Linked DNA regions of Sus scrofa: region 1 is linked to region 2. Evidence: chromatin contacts called from public targeted proximity ligation data. All regions are on one chromosome and are shown on one strand. The core of a region is the stretch at or near the end of the contact, and the rest is flanking DNA. Distances in the headings are between cores, read along the strand shown.

Region 1 (4,515 bases), core at 1,157-3,656, 150 kb after region 2:
CTTTTCACAGCTTCTGAGCTAGAGCTGTCACACTACCCCCATCATCACAAATCTATATAGTGACCACCTGCGACTCTGAGTCAGATTTGAGGAATCATTTGGTAGCTCCTAGCAAAGCAGCTGGCTGTTTGTTTGCAGAGCATTTTTTCCCCCTAGCAATTGTAAACAGTCCCTTCCCTACTCAGCATGAGAAGCTTGCCAACTTCTTAAAAGCAGTTGGCCTTCTGAGACCTGGGTTTGTAGTCTCAGATATCCCCACTGTTTTCAGTCTGGTGATGCTTCTTGGTGACGTCAGGTTTGGGCTGAGTGCTGCCTACTCAGGTGAAGCTGAATGCCTCCCCTGTTTGGAGAAAACAAAAGGCAGGCCCTTTTGAAAGAGAGGGAGGGGGTGTGTGGAAGACAGAGGCCTGCAGAGGCCTCATGCACTGAACTCCAGGTCCACCTACCACTGTTTGAACTGCCTGAACAAGAAAGCCTGGCAGGGGGTGGAGGTGGTGGGGGAGGGTCAGCGAGGGGGCATTTGGTGTGTTCCAGCCTGGGGACAGTGTTTCATATTGACCACGGCTTATCTGCAGAGCACCTTCTCTGGACTCTGCTGACCGTTCTCTCTGGGGTCCGGGGGGCCCGGTCCTCTTCCAGCAGCAGACTGTCACAAACCCCATCGCAGCCACATGCCCTGAACTGAGATCGCGGGCGGATTTCAGATAAGCTTCCAGCAAGGCCCGTTGTGAAAAAGCTGCAACTACCTAAGATAAAAGAGGAAGGGCAAGTGTTCGTTTTGGGCAGATGAAAAATTCAAGGCAAGAGTTGGGCATGAACTGAGGTGGTGATCCAGGAATGCGTCAAGGAAGTGGTAGGGCAGCCACCTCGCACACAGCCTTCCTCACCAACTGCCCCCCTCTGGGCGCCACCCCCCGCCCCCATGAGTAATCTCATCTCCCAGAACCTGGGCCACTCTTCTGCAAGCCCACAGTCCTGCAGTTGAAAACTCCAGTGCTTCTTTCCAGTACATCTCAGGCTGAACCAGGAAGCAGGACGTTTACCTCGGTGCCCTGGATGAGTTAGTGCACAAGCAAAGAAAAATAACAGCTATGATTTTTATGAGTGCTTCCTGTGTGCAAGGCCCTGTTCTAAGAGCTTCATACCCCAGTCTGTTTGTTTTACCAGAACAGTCCAGGCACTAGTCCTGGGAGTCTGACGATTTGGGAATGTATTGGAGCAAATGCGCATAGAAATCTCACTGGCCTTAATCTACAACTAAGCCCTCTGGGGCAGACCATGGCTTTCTGAAATGGTCTGCTATCGCAAATGAAGTGAGAAATAGGGCCTTTTTTCCCCTCTTCCCTCCCTTTATCTCTGCTGCCAAATGGGCTTATTTTGAAATCTTTCACTTTTTCTGAAGTTGTCGCTAAGTGCCTTGGTATGTGTGTGATGATAGTCTAGGACTGAGAGAGGGCTACTTACTTCAGGCCTCTGCCTGTAAAAATCAAGATTAGTAAGAACTGACCATAAAATAGCAACTTACTGGTTATTATTGAATGTGATGGAGAAAGCAGCCTCTTTAAATGGTTTTGCTTGTTTAAAAAAAAAATAAAATTAAATGTCATCGTTCCTAAATGGTGGTGGCTTTTCTTGTTCAAGATTTCAGCTGCAATTTTCCACTGGCTTTGCATTTCTTTGAAATGGACATAATTGAACTCTCAAAATAGCCTCTAACTGAATATATTATTGCTTAAAAGAAAACATATACGCAGGCAACACAGCCCTTCCTTCCAGACCCTGCCTCTCAAGTCCAAAACTTAATGTCGAAGGGAAAAGTGCAGGGTTTCTCTTTGGTTAAAGCTTTTCTGCATTCTGCAGTGGGAGAGCAGCATCAATTATGTCAAATTCTTCTTAAACTAGCTTTGGAAATGAGTCACTTGGGCTTAAAGCAGGTTATTGTTGTTTCTGTGAGGAAAGCAAGTGCTCAGATTCCTTTGAGGAATGTTTTCAATTAGAAAAGAATAAGATGAAATATAAATATTTAACATCGCTAAGGAAGGGTCACAATCTATGGCCCAGGCCTTGAAAATGTTCTGCTGAACCTTAAATGTGTGATCGAGAATAAGACAGCTTCATCTTATGGTTCTCTATATGTGGAATTTGGGCTCTTAAGTTTTTGTTTATGGTGCATGTGCGTGTTTTCTTTAAAAATAAGCCTTTGTGTGGTATTTTTACACAAAATGGCCTGTGCTTTCCAAAGCTGTTCTCGGCTTTCGTACCTCATGGACCAGTCAAGTGACTTTCCATCTTTCTCCCTTCTCCTCAGCTTGGAAATTTCTTAAATTAGCTCTAAGGACTCACAGTTCTGCTCTGCCCCTCTCTGCCTGCTGACCTTGGCACAGTCAACTGACTGGTCACTGGTTTTATGCCCCTATGGTTGTGTAAGCAGATACACTCACGTGTGACACAGAGCTGGGCCCAAAACATTCACCCTGGGCTCCCTTGAGAAAGGGCTTCTAACAGAGGGTATTTCTGCAGTAATCTCTCTGAAACCTAAAAACATCCTGTTTCACTGAATGAAAAGGAGAAGGCTAATAATATTAGGAAACTCAATAAATGGCATTAGGCATAGCCTTCTAAGGGAAGATTAACAAATGACTGATTATCCATCAAGCCTGTCCCGATGGGTCCAGAAACACTGAGTATATTGTTGGTGATGTCACGTGTTAACATGTGAGCAAGACACTTATTGTACTTATTGACGTGCTGCTGCAGAGACCATTGTAGCAAAAGGATACTGGAAATTATTCCAACTCCTCTTTTCTCTTTGACAGTTTACATAATAAACTGGCTTCTAAGAACCATGCAGTGGAGAAACAACAGGTGTACCTCATCTTATCCGACAGATGTATGTCCAAAAAAGATATAACTCAAAATCACATTTTAAATTCAGCAGAGGAACTCAGAAAATTAAAGGACTTGAATATATGGGTGATGTAAGGAAAAAAACAAACAAAACCCCTAATTGATGTTTTACTGGTAGGCATTATAAACCCTGCCTTTCGCACGCATACCCCACGGGGGTTGGGGGGGGATCGGGGGGTCTATCTTCTCATTGTACCTCAGAGTACTTCAGATTTCTCCTGCATCCCTTCTGTGGAAACTCTTCGAAGGTTTCCTCTGAAATTCCATTGGGTAAAAGAACTCAGTCAGCCCCCCTAAATAACAGCTCGACCTCGTAATGGAAATGCGCCCCTGATCCAGGGTTGAACTGCACATCCTTTAGTGACCTGCGCCGCAGCCATTCTGTCTTTTCAGGCCTTATGAACGTATGGGTTGTAAATTCAGCTTGCTCCATGTAGGACTCAGGGCTTCGCCTCACAGCGTGCCTAGTGATAGGGAATTACATGAAACCTCAACCATCAGTTACTGTACACGAAACACCTAGAAACGCAGTCTGTAAGTCAGATGTTTGTCAGGGTTTTTAAAGACAGTTAAAAGCAGCATGGGTGCATTTTAAATAGGCGAACTGTATGGTATGTGAATTTTATCTCCACAAAGCTGTTGGGGTTTTTTGTTTGTTTGTTTGTTTAAAGCAACTTGGGGTGGGTGTCTTTGCAAAAGGAAGGCATCGAGTATTAGAGGGGTACTAGTCATCACCATCTCCCTCCCTCCCCCTCCAGTCATCATGTTTTGCTTAAAATAATGGTGCGGTGCCCTGCGTGGCTCTTACAGCATGCAGGGCTGTGTGTTCAGTACAATGGCAGACACTGTTGGGAAGTCAAAAGAAGCAGAAACCCCCGTCCCTGCCTTCCACGGAGATGGGGCAGTTTTCCATCCCAAGAGAGGGAAGTCGGGGCCAGTATAGGCTTCTTCTGAGTCATTATTTTGTTTTGTTCGAGGAGCATGTATGTTTGTGTTTTATAACCCAGCAAGCTATTTATAGAAACAGCTCATGTTAAAGTATAGCTGTTACAGCTCATGCCCTCTTGTTATTCCTAGTTACTGCAACAAGGAAGTATACAATAAGGAGAATCTTTTCAACAGCCTGAACTATGATGTTGCGGCCAAGAAGAGAAAGAAGGACATGCTGAACAGCAAAACCAAAACTCAGTGTAAGCCATTTGTTTTGAACTTAAGAAGAAAGCTGTTGGAGGATCACTGTGATTGGTTCTTTGAGGGGGGGAAAAAAAAAATCACACCTCACATGTTTGGCATCTGCTTTAATGTTGATGGTGTCATTGACAGAGGTTACTGGGACCTTTGCATGCAGAAACCTGGCTGTGCATTTTATGAGTGAGATTAATGTAGTCTTTATAGCCCTGTTTATAAGTCAGTTGTTAGTTGGGCTGTTTTTTCCCTGCTTGTCACTTATATTTGATGTAGTTACCAGTTCCAGTGTGTGCTTTCATTTGGAACTGTGTTTTGAGGCTTTGAAAGTAGATTTGTTTCTCCCTCTTATATAAATACCAGTAACATTTCTAGATGCTGTATGTAAGTATGAACAGAGGAGAAAGTTCTATTAATAAGCAG
Region 2 (4,033 bases), core at 1,251-3,750:
CATCCAATATCTGAGCAGCCTACCTTGGCAAGAAGGTTAATTTGGCTCATGCTTTTTCTAATCTCATTTGTCCACATGTGGTTCATCCTCAGCCAAGTTTCTTTCAGGTCCTGGTCTCAAACAATGAGCACAGCCTTTTTTTCTTTTCCAATCAGCTAGATCGGACGGTAAAAAGAAGAAAAGCAGGCAGAGAGCAGACCCCGGGTTCAGGCAGGTCCTGGGAGTGGGCTGGAAGGAGGAGAAAGCAGACGGGCTGCAGAATCACAGGTGTCCAGCCCCTGCCTGCTTTCCGCTCCCTCCGTCCACCCTGGCAACCTCAGCCTGGCTCCTCACCCTCTGCTGCCCCCTCCACCTTCTCCCTCCACTGCCCGCTGACTTTCCTTTAAAACAGTTTATGGGAGATGCTGTGGGGAAATGTCTGCTCTGACACACTGCTCGTTCAAGTGTACACCGAGGCAGCTCCCAAGTGGGCCAGTCGGCACAAGCTACCGAAACAGACAGCCCTACCTCATTTTAATAAATAGACAGCCCTGCCTCGTTTGTTTGTTTGTTTGTCTTTTTGCCTTTTCTAGGGCCGCAACAGCGGCATATGGAGGTTCCCAGGCTAGGGGTCCATTTGGAGCTGTAGCCACCCACCTACACCAGAGCCACAGCAATGCAGGATCCGAGCCGAGTCTGCGACCCACACCACAGCTCATGGCAACACCTGATTCTTAACCCACTGAGCGAGGCCAGGGATCGAATCTGCAACCTCATGGTTCCTAGTCGGATTCGTTAACCACTGAGCCACGACGGGAACTCCCTGTTTTCATTTTTAACTAAGGAGAATGTAAGCTAAGGGACTCCTTCACTAAATCAGAAAGAGAAGGACAAATACCATATGATATTACTGATACAGAGAGTCTAATACATGACACAAATGAACCTATCTACGAATCAGAAAGAGACTCACAGACAAAGAGAACAGACTTGTGGTTGCCACGGGGGAAGCGAGTCGGGGGGAGGAATGGACTGGGAGTTTGGGGTTAGCAGATGCAAATCATTACACATAGGATGGGTAAACAAGGTCCTACAATATTCAATATCCTGTAATAAACCATAATGGAAAAGAATATACACATACATATAACTGAATCACTCTCCTGTACAGCAGAAATTAACACAACATTGTAAATCAATTATACTTCAATACACTTTTTTTTTTTTTTTTTTTTTTAAAAAGGACTCCTTCATAAAGTCAGGGGCTTGTTCCAGGCCTAGACCTTGACCTGTCCGGATGGCCCCTCTGTATCGGAAAGGAATGCTGTGTCCAGAGACAAGCTCCTGCCTCTTCCCTTTGCATGTCTCTGCCTATCTTATCTATTAACCCCGCCTTGGAATATTGATCTTTTTTTATTACCTTTCCCAGGAAATCATCGCCATTAAAGAGGCCTACCAAAAGTGTAAGTGACCTTTTGTTCTGACTTTAGATAAAGAATGTTCCTTCCAAAATACCTCTGGGAAACTAAATCTGCTCTCTCTCGTCCTTTTTTCTTCTCCAAAGTATTTGACAGGAGCCTTGAATCAGATGTCAAAAGTGATACAAGCGGAAACCTAAAAAAAATTCTGGTCTCCTTGCTACAGGTAAGCGTAAAGAGGTCTTGCCTGCTTTGGGATCGTGAGATAAAGCCTGTGGCAACTTGGCACCACGAAGAAAAAGGCGATATAGATAATAAACCCTTCCTAATTTTATTACAAATGTTATCGAGGGACTGTCGACATGTGTCCTGTCAGCCCAGCTATTGTGAAATTACTCAATGGCAATTTTCGCCATGATCACAAATCTGCCTAGTTATTTGCAGTTGGCAATCCTTTTTTTGTTAATGAGTTATTTCATCAAGCATCATCAACTCATTTTGCCAGTGAGGAACCCCCAGGTGTAGGTAAGACAAAGCTCAGGTGCAAGAACCAGCCCCATCTGACCCCAAGCCGGGCCCTTTTCATGACACAGCTAACTCCAGGACTCAAGGAGTCTAAGCCAGGCTGCGGGGAGTTTGGCTGGGAAAGCAGGGCTTTCAGAACTGGCCCTGCTTAGGACACAGCCCCCTGGCCTCCAGCCAGATAGCATCTGCACTCTCATTGACACAGCCGTCTTGATGAGCTTTGTGGGCTTCCTCTGTTTCATTACTCTGCTGCTGGAGAGACTGACAGCAGAGAACACACAGAGCAGGCTTCAGCTGTAGCAGGAAGAGTGTGTGAGTGTTCTCCTGATTCAGAACAAAACTGCCACAAACTTAGCAACCTAAGCAGTGCAGACCTATGATTGAGCAGTTTCCACGGGCCAGGAGTCCTGTCACAGGTTAGCCGAGTCCTTGGCTCAGGGTATCTCCAGGCTGAAATCAAGGTGTCATCCAGGCCTGCCATCTCCTCTGAGGCCCCGGGGTCCTCTTCCGAGCTCACTGACTGTTGGCAGATTTCGGTTCCCTGTGGCTGTGTGGCTGATGGTCCTAGTTCCTTGATGTTGACCAGAGCCCACACTCGGCCGGTAGAGGCCATCTGCAGTCCCCTGTCATGTGGCCCCATAGACAGTGCAGAGCACGGCTCTTTGGTTTCCTCCAGGCCAGAGGAAGCACATCTCTAACTTCTTCCATCTCTCTGACCTTTTAAGAGCTCACCTGATTGGGTCAGGCCTCCCCCAAAGAGCACCTTTTTTGATGAACTCAACTGATTAGGGATCTTAATTACATCTGCAGACATGCCCCTTGCCATACACGCAAAACATGATCACACGAGTGATACCTCACTATGTCCATAGGTCTTGCCCACCATCCATGGGAGGGGATTAAACAAGGCGGTGGGCCGTTGAGGTCATCCGAGAATTCTGCCTGACACTCAGGGCTTAGGTGAGACCTCAAACCTTCCATGACCAACGTTCAGGGCTCTTCACGACTGAGTCCCTGAGAGGCAAAGTTTGATATTTTGAAAGGAAGACTATTAGCACCTCAATGGACTCATTCGAGGGGACATCAGGATGTCGCTCAGAGGTCAGTGGGGTTTCTGAGTGACCCTGGTTGCTAGGAGAAAAAAAACGTACAAATGTGTTGGTCGCAGAGGCTACTCTGTTCATCAGTTGTGCCCAAAAGATGGCAGCAAAGAGCAGCGCTGCCACTTTGCCCGGATGAGTCCAGCTTCCGGCCACCCCTCTGAAGCCACCCGTCTTCTGGGACTTGCCCTCTTTGTTTTTTGTGGTCAAGCAGGAACTCAAGTTCACAACAATGTGTTGACTTTTCTAGGCTAATCGTGAAGAAGGAGATAACGTGGACAAAGACCTCGCAGGTCAGGATGCCAAAGATCTGTATGATGTGAGTATGCAGACCTGCAGGCTCTGCAAATTCTTTTCTTTTTTCATGAACATTACTTTCAACAAAATGTTTCGTTCTGGCATGTGAATTGGAATTAATTGGGAAATAAGTATGATCTTTAACATATTTGTCATACATACAGTCTTCGTGTACCTAAAAGAATTGTTCCTATTCTTACACCCTGGGGATAACCACTTTAGATCTCTTCTGGAACGCCTGAGGGTATAAATAACATAAACAAATATGTGAGGTATACTTGTGGGCTAGAAGGTGGAAATACTGCGGCGATCAATGCTGCTTCTATTCAGCGCACATTTTATCATTCCCGGTAAGGGTGACTTGGTCACAGCTCTATACATTCAGTCTTTTTGCAAAAAGCTTTTTCAAAAGTGTTCGCACTCTGCCGTCTAGGCAGGGGAAGGCCGCTGGGGCACGGACGAGCTTGCCTTCAATGAAGTCCTGGCCCAGAGGAGTCACAAGCAGTTACGAGCCACCTTTCAAGCCTACCAAGTGGTAAGTGATCCAGCACAAGGGCAGCTGAAACCGAATCTCAGGCTATTTCCAAAAGAGGTCCAGATCTGAGGTATGGAACTAGGAGGGGCTTTTACAACAGAGCTTCTCATCAGGGGTCGTTTTGCCCCTCCCCCGACCCTTCGTGGCTCATCGGTTAACGAGCCCAACTAGGATCCCTG

The links.
Region 1: a targeted proximity ligation map of skeletal muscle shows a contact between it and region 2. A contact is called at or near these places in 2 of 47 Hi-C or Micro-C datasets (both in embryonic fibroblasts) and 2 of 2 datasets of targeted methods (alveolar macrophages and skeletal muscle).

The regions. Positions count from the first base shown.
Region 1 is chr4:15,897,930-15,902,444 of Sscrofa11.1, forward strand. FBXO32 (F-box protein 32) reads left to right here. Exons shown (of 9, transcript NM_001044588.1): 2 at 3,985-4,097. Among named protein-coding and RNA genes, the nearest start is that of FBXO32, 4.3 kb to the left of the region's middle.
Region 2 is chr4:15,747,506-15,751,538 of Sscrofa11.1, forward strand. It overlaps ANXA13 (annexin A13), which reads left to right. Exons shown (of 11, transcript XM_013996500.2): 5 at 1,409-1,442; 6 at 1,544-1,623; 7 at 3,273-3,341; 8 at 3,753-3,854. Among named protein-coding and RNA genes, the nearest start is that of ANXA13, 42 kb to the left of the region's middle.